Linked DNA regions of Mus musculus: region 2 is linked to region 1. Evidence: chromatin contacts called from public HiChIP or PLAC-seq data. All regions are on one chromosome and are shown on one strand. The core of a region is the stretch at or near the end of the contact, and the rest is flanking DNA. Distances in the headings are between cores, read along the strand shown.

Region 1 (5,921 bases), core at 1,184-3,683:
AGTCAGAGAACAACTTTTCAGGTCAGTTCTCACCTTCTGTGTTGCTCAGCTTCATACTGCAGTCTAGTTAGCCTGAAGGATTCTGGGTGATTTTCCTGCCTCTCTTTCCCATCATCTAGGATTACAGATGTGCACAAACATACCTGACTTTCTACAGCTGTTAGGGATTGCATATGTTTCAGGGATTTCTACCTGAGTCATGGTCTTGTGGCTAGTACTTTCACTAAAAAATCCATTTTCCTGGCTATCTCTTTGAACCTTACGGTGTCATCAGCGGGTCTGCAGTGATTACCCCCTCTCTCTGATTCTCTCAAAGTTATGGGGATAATGCCACACACTAGCTAAATTGTTTTTGGAATGAATAGTTTTTCCAGGAAAACTTTTGTCATTAAATTATTTTTTCATAGAGAAGAAGAATCATCATTCTATACAAAAACATCCTCGAACATAGCTTGAATTATCCATGGAATAATAGGTGTCATGTTCACATTAATAGCAGTTATTGCTGCCAAGGGGTTTGTACTTGGCAGGAACCAGCTAAGCAGTTGCATGTACTTTCTTAGTTAAAAATCACAGTAACATGGCCACAGCAGAACCATTATCATCTCCATCTTACAGATGAGAAAATCATAGCACACATTATGAATTGCACAAAATTGCAAATTTGGGAAATGACAGAATTAAGATTTGATCTCAGGGCTGTCTGCTTTTTGCATCTAAGATTTGACCCCATGTGCTGTATCAAATCTAGGGTGAGACCTATATTCTGGGACTGAAAGAATTGTTGCAACACTTGCTGTTGTTAGGATAATTTTCTCAATTACTCTTTTAAAGCACAGACAGGCACACATGGACATCAAGCCCATTGTGTAGCTGATGTGTCCAACATTGACAGGAAAAGCACTCTCTACCAAAACGTATATTAGGAAAGAAAATAGTGAAACAACAGGATTGCTCAACTCTGCATTTCAGCTAAGACCCCCAAACTGAAAATCATCTGTGCAAAAGTTGCAAAGGCATTGTCACTACATACACATTTCCGTGTTAGCCAATGTTCAATTTCAGAGATACAGACAGGAGATGAATGTTTTGTTAGGAGGGGGCTTGGTAATAAGAATTCAAAAGACATTATTGTCCTAAGGGACACTATACCTAAATTATAAATCAACTAGTGTAAACCTTAACCAAAAGTTGGGCAGTTCAGCAAATGTAGTTTATAACACAGGGCTTAGAATATTAGACAATGAAGTAAAAATACAATTTAGTAATATAGTATAGGAGAAGCTGACTATTTTGTTGCTTAACAATCATATCAGTGGAAGGGAGGTCTACTGAGAATGTATGTGCATGCAATATTGGAAGATTTTCAAACTATCTTTCTCTCTTCTCCTTTTCTCTCTTCTCTTCTCTTTTCTTTCTTTTCTTTTCTTCTTTTTTCATTTTCCTTTTTATAAATACTTGTAATAAAGCAGCTTAGTTAAGAGAAAGGAAAGAGAGAGAGAGAGAGAGAGAAAGAAAGAAAGAAAGAAAGAAAGAAAGAAAGAAAGAAAGAAAGAAAGAAAGAAAGAAAGAAAGGAGAGAAAGAGAAAGAAGAGGCTTCAGGGCAAAAAGAACAAAGAAAAAAGCATAATATCTTTCTCGTGTGTGTGTGTGTGTGTGTGTGTGTGTGTGTGTGTTTGTGTGTGTGTGATTCATCTGTGACAAGAGAATAGTAACACTTACTTCCAATGACATGGGAATTAAGTGGGACACAATTGTCAGTGCACTTCACAGTGGATAAACACCTGAGTGGAGTACCACATACATATGCTCATTTATTTTCACTGTGTCTCTTTTCTACTTAATCTACTTTTGTTCCAGGAAAAGAGAATTTTAAATCAATACAAAGAAGTCCTAAAGCAATTTACTTATTGAAAAAAATAAAGCTGAACAATAACCACGAAATAGAATGAAAAAAAAATCTTTGACAAGTAAAGATAAACAATCCTGCATTGTGATAGTCTTGATGAAATTCTCTCTCTCTCTCTCTCTCTCTCTCTCTCTCTCTCTCTCTCTCTCTCTCTCTCTCTCTCTCTCTCTCTCTCCATGTGTGTGTGTGTGTACACAGATTCCACTTGAATGGACAGTTCTGGACTCAGTCTGCTCCCTTTGAATAAAGCAACTGGAGAGTCCTTAAAGTATCAGCCAGCATCCACACATTTATCTGAGAGCATAGGTGGGAGCTAAGAAAATAAACACTGTGAATGTGTTTGGCATTAGACTGGGAGGCACTGGGTCCCCTTTTTCACTTGTGGAGTCCCTGCTGACGACTTACAGCCTGGGATATTAGCAGGCTTGAGCCTAGACCCTGAGTAGATGGGGAAGGTGTAGGGTGTTTGTACAGCTGAGAACAAGATGAAAAACCCCAGGTTCCCTCTCACACCCCATTAGACCCTGGAGTCCATGGAGTGTTGCACTCAACACATAAACACTCTGCTTAGGGAAGCCCTGGCTGGGGTGTGAGAGGGCGAGGCACAGTCTTCTACAGAAACAATGGCATCTCTGTGAGGAGGCAGGCATCCTCACCGTGAGCGCCTTGGTCTGGGACGCATTAATCATTGCTTCTACCTTGTGCATTTCAGTAAACCCTAAGGCCTTTGGGGATCAATAAAGAAACAACAGGTAAGGAGATACCTAATCAGAAAATAAACACTCAGGGCCATGGTTTCCACTCACACTTTCCGTCTCTACAGAAGCGAACTTGGAGGAAAATGGAATTTGGAGTAATTGCAGGTCCACCTGAGTTTGCTATCGTTGACAATTGATAGAGATTCCTTGTCTTCATACAACCCTATACCTTTGCCCACTGTGGTTCATCTGCCAAAAATATTCTTCAACTATGCATACTGTCTTTTGGCAGATGGCTGCTTATCTTTCTAGCATAAGATTCATCAAAGGAGTTTTTTTTTTTTAATCTTCAATACATGCTGAGTTATTTGCATGCTCAGTGTCCCCATGCTGTGAAGAAACTAATGTTAAAGTGCTTCCCCTTCATTAGAATTCCTGTGTCTGCACTGGTCTCAAGTTTCTACATAGATAAACATGTATTTCCTCTGCTGAGATGATTTAGGCTGAAAGACAATGTCTCATTTATTCTCTGAGTCTCTTTTTATTAGTACATCTACCATTGTACCCATTTTGTTTTTAGATATTATACATTAAGTGGGTCTATTTATACTACAATAATAACTACTCAGTATTAATGGATGTGAGTTTTCTCAGAAACAGAATTTTGGTCCTTGTAACCAATGTACCTTAAGGTTATAATGGATAATGACAACTGAATCCAGTGATTGATTGTATACTTTTTCTTTTCAGTATGGGAGATTTAACTCAGTATCTTAAATATGTGAGATAAGTGTTCTAAATTGAGCTATGTCTCCAGGCTATAAATTAGAGCATGTGTGGCTCCCAAAGGTAAATGTTTTTAGAGAGCATTTGGTTAAACCTGTAAGTTGGTCTCTAACAGAAGGTCTTCACCTCATGGACCATGATGAGACCATGGACACCCCTCACATTCTTTCTTGTTTCATGTCCATAAGGTGACTCTTTCTTCTCTGCCTCATATTCTTCTGCTGTGATAAGCCTCCTCACATGGAACATGACCAACAGGAAAAATCATACTTGGACTAAAATAAAGATATACACAAAATGGTCTTCTTTATTTAAAAGTTAAATATCTCATGCAATTACAGATGCAAGATGCTGACTAACATAACTATGGTCTTTTAAGAAAAGAAAAAAAGTTAAAGAAGGAAGTCATGCTAGGGAAGGTGGAGGTAGAAACTAAAGAAGTGTAGTTGCCAGCTAAGGAGCAGCCATCGGGAACTGGAAAGAAACAGGTGAGGGCTCTTCCCCTAAACCTTCTAGTGTAGCATGGCCCTTCTAATGTTCTCATATACTTAACTTCTAGAGTAGTGGTTCTCAACCTTCTTAATGTTGTGACCCTTTGATACAGTTCCTCATGATTATTTTGTTGCCACTTCTTAACTAATTTTACTACTGTTGTGAAATGTTATGTAAATATCTGATATCCAGAATATCAAATATCTGACACCAGTGAAATGGTTGTTTATACTCCAAAGGGGTTGCAACTCACAGGTTGAGAACTGCTGCTCTAGACTTTGCAGGAATAAAGTCATATGTTATCAAAAACACAGCTGGGCAAATATTAGAAATTCTGTGAATAGCCTTTCATTGTCTTGACTTGATGGACCTTTTGACCTTTTCTTTCTTTTTAAGTCTTTCTCTGATTTATAAAACTAGACTCTGAGTTAATATTTGTAAAGAATCTTCCAAGTAACTAACATAAATGCTGGAGACTCCCATAGTTGAAGCAACAGCCACAATGGCTTCTGGATAGATTAAAGAGTTCTCTTGCCACAGCTACATCCAAGTGCATTAGAGTTTACTCTTGCTAGCATTGTCTTCAGGTGGAAAGAGCCAGAGTGTGTCTTTACTTACATTAAAATCATTCTAAAAAAGGAGTAAATTTCCAAACTCTATGGATACACTTATCTTAGAGTTCCTTTCTGACTTAGAGTGTCATGTTGCATAATGTTTCTCTTCTATCTTGGCTTTCAATAGACCACCTTTCTTAAGATCAAACTCTTATCTCTAACCTGATTTTTTTTTTTTTGGGACACTTTCTGGGTTGTTATGCTTTATTCCTGGACTTATACTTTTGCATGACAGACATCTAACCTTCTTTATCTTTCCATTTTTTTAAACTAGATATACTTTTCTTAATTAAGTTCATCTTATCTGATACTTGGATAACTATTTTTTTTTTGACAAAGCACCTAACTGAACTATTGATCCACCCTTTTAACTTTGTCAGAACTGAAGAGCAGCTGGCAAGATAGATTAAAGATTTCATCTTCCTGCAATGGTCCAAATCAAAATGTTCCATAATTTGTTACTGCAGACTGTCCTTTTAGCATCCTAAAATAAGGCAATGACACCAGCATGCAGCAGCAACCCAAGCCATAAACATGGACATCACGCTGGGTCTTTCATTCTGTCATCCAATGAATAATCAATGGAGGAGCTCCAAGAATCCCCCCTTCTTAACTTCACACAGTTGCTATCTCCTTGTTCCACCTTAACGCATCACTTTTCATCTCTTTTTTACTGAAATATACTCCTTTCTTGTCAGGCTGGTACCAAACTACTTCTAACACATTCATTTGTCTCATTCTAGCCAGAATAAATTTTGAAAAAGGAAGACCAGATTAGCGTGTCTTCCAGAATAATGAATATTTGAGGACTTAGTCAACACAATATGCCCTTCTGTCCATCGTCTCTTCCCTACCACCCTGTGACTTTCCTTCTACCCATGTACATTAGGATTCAGATACATCTAGTTCTTCTAGTTCCCCAATGATAATATGCCTTAATTAATTAATATATATATACTTTACATCCCAATCACAGTCCACATACCTCACTTCCTCCCTGATCCACCCTCACATAACCCTCCTCCTATTCCCCCCTTCCCTTCTCCTCAGAGAAGGAAGAACCCCGTGGGTACCAAATCTGCCCTGGCATACCAAGTCTCAGTAAGCCTGAATGCCTCCTCTCCCACTGAGGTCAGACAAAGCAACCCAGTTAGGAGAAGGGGATCAAAAGGCAGGCAATGAATTCAGAGATAGCTCCTGCTACAATTGTTAGGGGACCTACATGAAGACCAAGGAAAACATCTGCTACAAATCAGTAGGGAGGCTATGTCCAGCCCATGAATGCCCTTTCATTGGTGGTTTAATCTCTTGGACCACCTTGGGTCCATCTTGACTCTAGATTATACAAGTTTGTACACCCACCAGCAATGCAAATGTGTTTCCCTTGCACAACATCCTTGCCAGCATGTGCTATTACTTGAG
Region 2 (5,921 bases), core at 2,109-4,608, 680 kb before region 1:
CTGGGGTAGAGCTGAGCTCCGCCTGTGCCCAGCACCGGAGAGCTAGGGGCAGTGCGGGGAAGGGGAAGAGAAGACAACCTCTGCTCTCCAGGTCAGGAGAGGTGCTGGTGACATCCAAGCGTCGCAGCTTGACCTCTGGGGAAGATTCCCTTACTGACTTGAGCGCCCAAGAAATGCCTGCGTGTGCGCAGAAGCTTGCCACGAAAGACTGAAGCTGTGGGTTCTCTCATCCCACAGCATCTTTCGCGGCTTTGCCATTCCAAAAGCATGGCCTCTGCGAAGGATAGAAGCGTCGCCGCCCAGCAGAACACCAGGCCTAGGCTGCCTAGGGGACCCAGGGCGCAGCTCGTAGGGGGCGCACGGGAACCAGACTGCAGAAGAGGTGCTAGACCCACGCAAGGATCTTGAAGAGGAGGCAGCTGGAGAAGGAACAGATTGGGGGGAGAAGAGAAGAGAAGAGAAGAGAAGAGAAGAGAAGAGAAGAGAAGAGAAGAGAAGAGAAGAGAAGAGAAGAGGAATACATGTATGAATGTGTGGAACCTGGGAGGTGAGAAGGGCGTGCGGCCACGAAGACAGGCGCAGAATGATGACAGATCTTGTCGCAAAACAGAACCCCTAACTCGTTCGACTCCTGCTCAGTCCAGGCCGGAGAGCAGCGCCTGCGCCAGGCCAAGAGCCACAGTTGTCAGCAGTCACGGGTTTTCCGAAGTTGGATGCTTAGCCTAGAGGCTATCACCCACGTTGTCCTCGAAGGGGGTTGGGGGGGTATGCCTATGCTAGCCGAGCAGTTCCAGACCTCCTCTGACCTCTTGAGCTGACCTTGACTCAGGATGTACTCTAGGTACTTCAGTGCATCCGGCCATAGCCCCCAACGCCTTTTCATCTCTTCTCACTTCTTACTCTTTCAGGGGCTTCCTCTCTCCGTAGCTCAGAACCGAGTGTTTATCTTCTTCCAAACACATCTCCTTCTGGCCCTGCCTGCACCGGTCACTCACTAGACCTAACGATCTGCTAACCTCTGGCAAACTCCGTCGCCCCGCGCCTCCTGGAGAGGCGGATTGAAACCATTTCGTTATTCTCATGCAAAAACCAGCAATGCCAACAACTTTTAAAATGACCGAACAAGTGGTTTTCCGAGCTTCAAAAATGTCTGCCACTTACCTCTTGTCAACTTGTGATTTGAGATAAAAAAGACAACAAAACAAAACAAAACCGGTTATTTCTGCCAAATAAGTAGTAATCATTACTTCAAATAAGCATATGGATACCCAAACCTAACCCTAGCGCTCAGGTATTACACTCTTGGATATTCTTGTCCATCAGCATGTCCAGAGCTCACTGGTTCTTGTCCCCACCGAGAGAGCCCCATGTCCACAGGCCATCACACACATGCTCTGCACCTGAGTAACCTCATTTTTCTATCAAGCTTTGTCCCTCGTCCTCCACTAGCCCCTAAGTCAAGATAGCTATACACATTCTCAACACCCAGCATGGGATGCAGAGAAGAGAAAATCGATTTTAATAAAAGCATGAAAATGTTGAAGGGGGAGTGGAGAGCCTCATTTTGAAACCTCTTAAGCATTTCATTGGATCCTTGTCCTAGCCAGAAGTTAGTCCCTTGGCTGTTATAGTTGCCAGCTACTAACAACGAATTTAAATCTTTCCCTCAAAACTTACACAATTGTGAAGAACTATGAAGAGTTGTAGCCCCTTCAAGAGAGGCCCATCCCTTACCCCAAGGGACCCTGCAGCATCTTCATAGGGCAGGAAAACAGGCAACTGCAAGCCACGAAGTCTACAAGTTTCTAACCTTCCTCCCGAGGCGAGGCGGACGACTTTGACTGGGTAACGATTTCTCCCCCGCAGTGCGGATCAGCTCTGGGAAGCAGCTGCAGGAGGCCTTCCCTATTTTAATGACACCAATGAAGTGGCCTCCTCAGCTTCTGAAATTAACATCACAACTATTTAAATGTGTTCAGAGGTTCAAGCTTGTGTATTGGACCAAGCCTCGGGTCACATTTGTGGAGCAGTCAGTAAGATTTGTCACTTGAACAAACTTGTCATTAAAAAGATGTTTAGTAAATAGGCAACATATGTTTTGACATAACCACAATGTTTATATTTTGTATTTACTTCCTTCTAGTGAGTAAAATAACTTGGTTCTTATTTTTAAGGGCATTAAATCTCAGTTCTGGATCTCACTATTGTGTAACTCCCAGCTAGTCTCTTTCAAACTTATCTACTCCTTCTCAACTCACAAGAAACAGAATATTTAAAGAACAAATTAAAAGCATTTTTATGTTTTCTTCTTGATGTAAAACAAATTGAACAAATCCAATTAAATTCAGAGTTGATTGCCCAAGGAGACGAATACCCAGCTCCAAAAATTCTCTACCCAAATGCTTTCCAATTCCTCGCCCCACTTGGTGCTTAACTAATATTTTTCAACCTAGCTTTTTAAGTCGTCTACAGAAATCCAATCCAATCAAACGTAAAATGATAGGAGTACTTAGTAGAGTGATTTTAATTATCAGATTACTTCAGTAAAGAGCATTAGCAGAGAAACAGCTGAGAAACTTTAAGAGTGGAAGGAAAAAAAAAGATGAATTTTGTTCTTCGACTCTGGGCTCCTTCCTAGAGAACAGAAACTATACGTCACATCTGGAGATGCTTTCTGTTGAGTTTTCGCCGAAATTTTGAGCTGGGGTTCATACTGGTGTTCCAGAAAAGCGCTAGAGTCGATGGTTATCGGAACTGAAATCAGAAACAAAGTTTCGGGATGATGGTTCTCCTCGATGCTGAAGGATGCTACTGAGAACCAGGTTTAGGAGGGAAGGGGTTAAATCAGACCCTGTCTTTTGCTACTCAACTGGTGGACTAGAGTCTCTTAAAGTCAACGGCCTCCAGTTGGAACCAGCCAATCCACTGCCGGGAGAGCCCAGGACAGCTAGTGAAGGGGCGTGGCCCGATGCTGTCACTCAGCGGTGAGGAATGACACTCTGATGGGAGGGGGGGGGGGGTACAGTGGAACGCAGAAGCAAAGAGAAGAAACAGATAAAACCCCGGCAGAGGGTAAAAGGTGTCCCCGCTCTTCTCCGATTTTAGGGGCCTCAGCTGTCACTGCGGGCGCCAGAGGAGTAGGCTCCGGAAAAGCCAGCCCAGAGGGGAAGAGGGAGGACCCGCCAGGAGCGAAGCCCTACAGGCCGGGAAGACAGAGGCGCACAGAAAAAGTGACTTTGGGCGGTGCGCCTCGGCGGCGCTCCGGAGGCGACTGCAGACGCGGAGAGGACCCTTGACAATTCTCGCCGGCCTCTCCCCAGAGGACAGACCCGGGCCGGTCCCCAGAGGGCCACGGGCGAAGAGATAATCGGCCGGGCTGTAGGAGAAGAGCATCTGGCGCTGGATTCCAGGGGAGGGGGTCCTGGCGAGGTGGGCCTGTGAGGTGGGGTGAGGGTCGGCGCGGATCCTGGAACTGAGGGGGGCGGGGGCTGCTGTGCTGCGCAGGAGTGGGTTGCGGGGGCCTGGCGCGCCCCTCTCACTCGCGCTGAGGTCGCCCAGAGCTCCGTGTCAGGCTCGAAGCTGTCCCCGCGCCCCAGTTGCCCTCCTGGCTGCCGGCTCCGATCTGCGGCGCAGATGGCTGTGCGCGGCAGCGGCACCTTGACGCCCTTCTCCATCCAGGCGATCCTCAACAAGAAAGAGGAGCGCGGCGGGTTGGCTACGCCGGAGGGGCGCCCGGCACCAGGGGGCACAGAGGTGGCGGTGACCGCGGCGCCCGCCGTCTGCTGCTGGCGGATCTTCGGGGAGACCGAGGCCGGTGCGCTGGGGGGCGCCGAGGACTCTCTTCTGGCATCTCCCGCCCGAACCAGAACAGCCGTGGGGCAGAGCGCAGAGAGTCCGGGAGGTTGGGACTCAGACTCAGCCCTGAGCGAAGAGAACGAGGGCAGGAGGCGCTGCGCCGATGTCCCGGGAGCCAGTGGAACCGGCCGCGCCAGGGTGACCCTGGGCCTGGACCAGCCAGGCTGCGAGCTGCACGCCGCCAAGGACCTGGAGGAGGAAGCCCCGGTCCGCAGCGACAGCGAGATGTCAGCCAGCGTTTCAGGTCTGCTGCTGCGGGGGGTTCTCCAGGAAGGGGGCTGGGCTGAAGGGGGTGGGTTAAGAGGTCAAGCACTCTGAGGCGGGGTGGGCCTACTGTGGGAACACGACGCCCTGCCGGGCTTAGTGCTAGCGAAGTCTCCAAGTTCTTCGCGTTGGCGCGCGCTGCCCCAAACCTGAAGCAAGTGAGCTTCTTAGAGCCGGGTGTCCTGGTACTATGTGGCCTGCGCTCTGCACCAAGAACTTTGAGTTCATCTGCAGTGCCTCAGCTGTGCCCATTTAAAATCTCTAGATTTAGGAAAGGGGGACCAAAAATCTATGAGGTAGATCCCTGACACAGCCATGCCAACGACTGCAGATCCTGTCACAGCGTAGGAGTGGGGAGCCTTGGGAAAGGGCGCGTTTAACTTCCCTTACCCCAGGACTGGCAAAACAGCCTTTGGCTGAGTACCTAGGGAGCTAGAAACAAAAGTAGCAGTTACCTGAAGGCGGGAGATGGTGGGGAAGTGTGGTTGAGGTGGTCTGGGAGGCGCTGGATCGTCAAGACTCTGTATCCACTCACGGGTATATTTCTTAGTCTGAAAGGCCGGCTGCTGGCTTCTATTGGGTACAGTCTGCTGTAGGCCTCGCATAGGCTTCGAGCCGGCCAGAGCGCTGACTTCTTTTGCAGGCGGTGCTGCAGGAAGCACAGAAAAGGCTGGGAAACGGGGTTCAGATCAGGGTCTTCACTGTCTGCACCCGGCTTCCCTTTATTTTCATGCAAAGAACAGGGAGGCAAGTGTACTGGGGCCTCGCGTTGTTCCCTGTTGCCGTATCCTGACAGTTCTGGGTTCTTAGGACGGAAGACTCTCTATACCTCTGACCTCAAGATCTGCACCCTTCCCCACCACCACCTTCCTCTTTCCTGTAGTCAACGGATGTGTGGGTGTGGGTGTGCAAAGGTGTGCTGTACAACTCGAAACAGAAATTCAGTGTAGAAAGCCACGATTCAGGGCTAAGTACAGAACAAAACTTGTGGATATGTTCAGGCCAAGTATCCTACATTCCTGCAGGAAATCTGGGGCCTGGAAAACTCGGGAAGAGCTGTTCCCCTACTGCTCTAGCAAGCAGCAGAAAAGATACATTATGTGAGAAGCGTGGAGGACAGAGTTCTGAAACAGAACCCTCTGGAACTTCTCCTCCCCTTTCAGTAGGCTCAAAGTGGGTTCCCTTGCCAATCTTCCGCAAGAAACCACAGCAACCGAGACCCATCTTCCCCTCTGCGAGTCTGACAGGTTCTTTGCTTTTTGTTCCTACCGGAATCCGCAGGCGACCACAGCCCGAGAGGCGAGGATGACAGCGTTAGCCCTGGAGGTGCACGCGTGCCTGGGTTGCGCGGCGCCGCGGGCAGCGGGGCTAGCGGCGGGCAGGCGGGCGGCGTGGAGGAGGAGGAAGAGCCCGCAGCCCCTAAACCGCGAAAGAAGCGCTCCCGGGCCGCCTTCTCGCACGCCCAGGTCTTCGAGCTGGAGCGCCGCTTTAACCATCAGCGCTACCTGTCCGGGCCGGAGCGCGCAGACCTGGCAGCTTCGCTGAAGCTCACAGAGACGCAAGTGAAGATCTGGTTTCAGAACCGTCGCTACAAGACCAAACGCCGGCAGATGGCCGCCGACCTGCTCGCCTCTGCACCCGCCGCCAAGAAAGTGGCCGTAAAGGTGCTGGTGCGTGACGACCAAAGACAGTATTTGCCCGGAGAGGTGCTGAGGCCACCTTCCCTTCTGCCACTGCAGCCCTCCTACTACTACCCTTACTACTGTCTCCCGGGCTGGGCGCTGTCCACGTGCGCGGCCGCT

What was found. HiChIP or PLAC-seq counts read pairs in DNA pulled down with a chosen protein or histone mark.
Region 2: a contact with region 1 is called in an H3K4me3 HiChIP or PLAC-seq map of embryonic limb bud, with 8 times the contacts expected there. The contact joins the promoter of Nkx3-2 here to the enhancer-like site in region 1. A contact is called at or near these places in 11 of 39 promoter capture datasets (the C10 cell line, HPC-7-derived erythroid cells, cranial neural crest and 7 more), 3 of 484 Hi-C or Micro-C datasets (the HL-1 cell line and embryonic stem cells) and 12 of 115 datasets of contacts at active chromatin or transcription factors (craniofacial prominence, embryonic basal ganglia, embryonic forebrain and 8 more).

The regions. Positions count from the first base shown.
Region 1 is chr5:41,084,478-41,090,398 of GRCm38.p6, reverse strand. No RefSeq gene overlaps it. Among named protein-coding and RNA genes, the nearest start is that of Gm35380, 530 kb to the left of the region's middle. Within about 2 kb of position 2,433, at least 4 of the 459 cell types and tissues checked have an H3K27ac peak or open chromatin away from gene starts, as enhancers often do. A contact at or near this core is called in embryonic limb bud and neural tube, where this site is marked.
Region 2 is chr5:41,761,657-41,767,577 of GRCm38.p6, reverse strand. It overlaps Nkx3-2 (NK3 homeobox 2), which reads left to right and starts at 3,358. Exons shown (of 2, transcript NM_007524.3): 1 at 3,358-4,099; 2 at 5,401-5,921. The coding sequence starts at 3,634. Gm46910 (a long non-coding RNA gene) reads right to left here and starts at 4,943. Exons shown (of 2, transcript XR_001784850.2): 1 at 4,575-4,943; 2 at 2,493-2,754.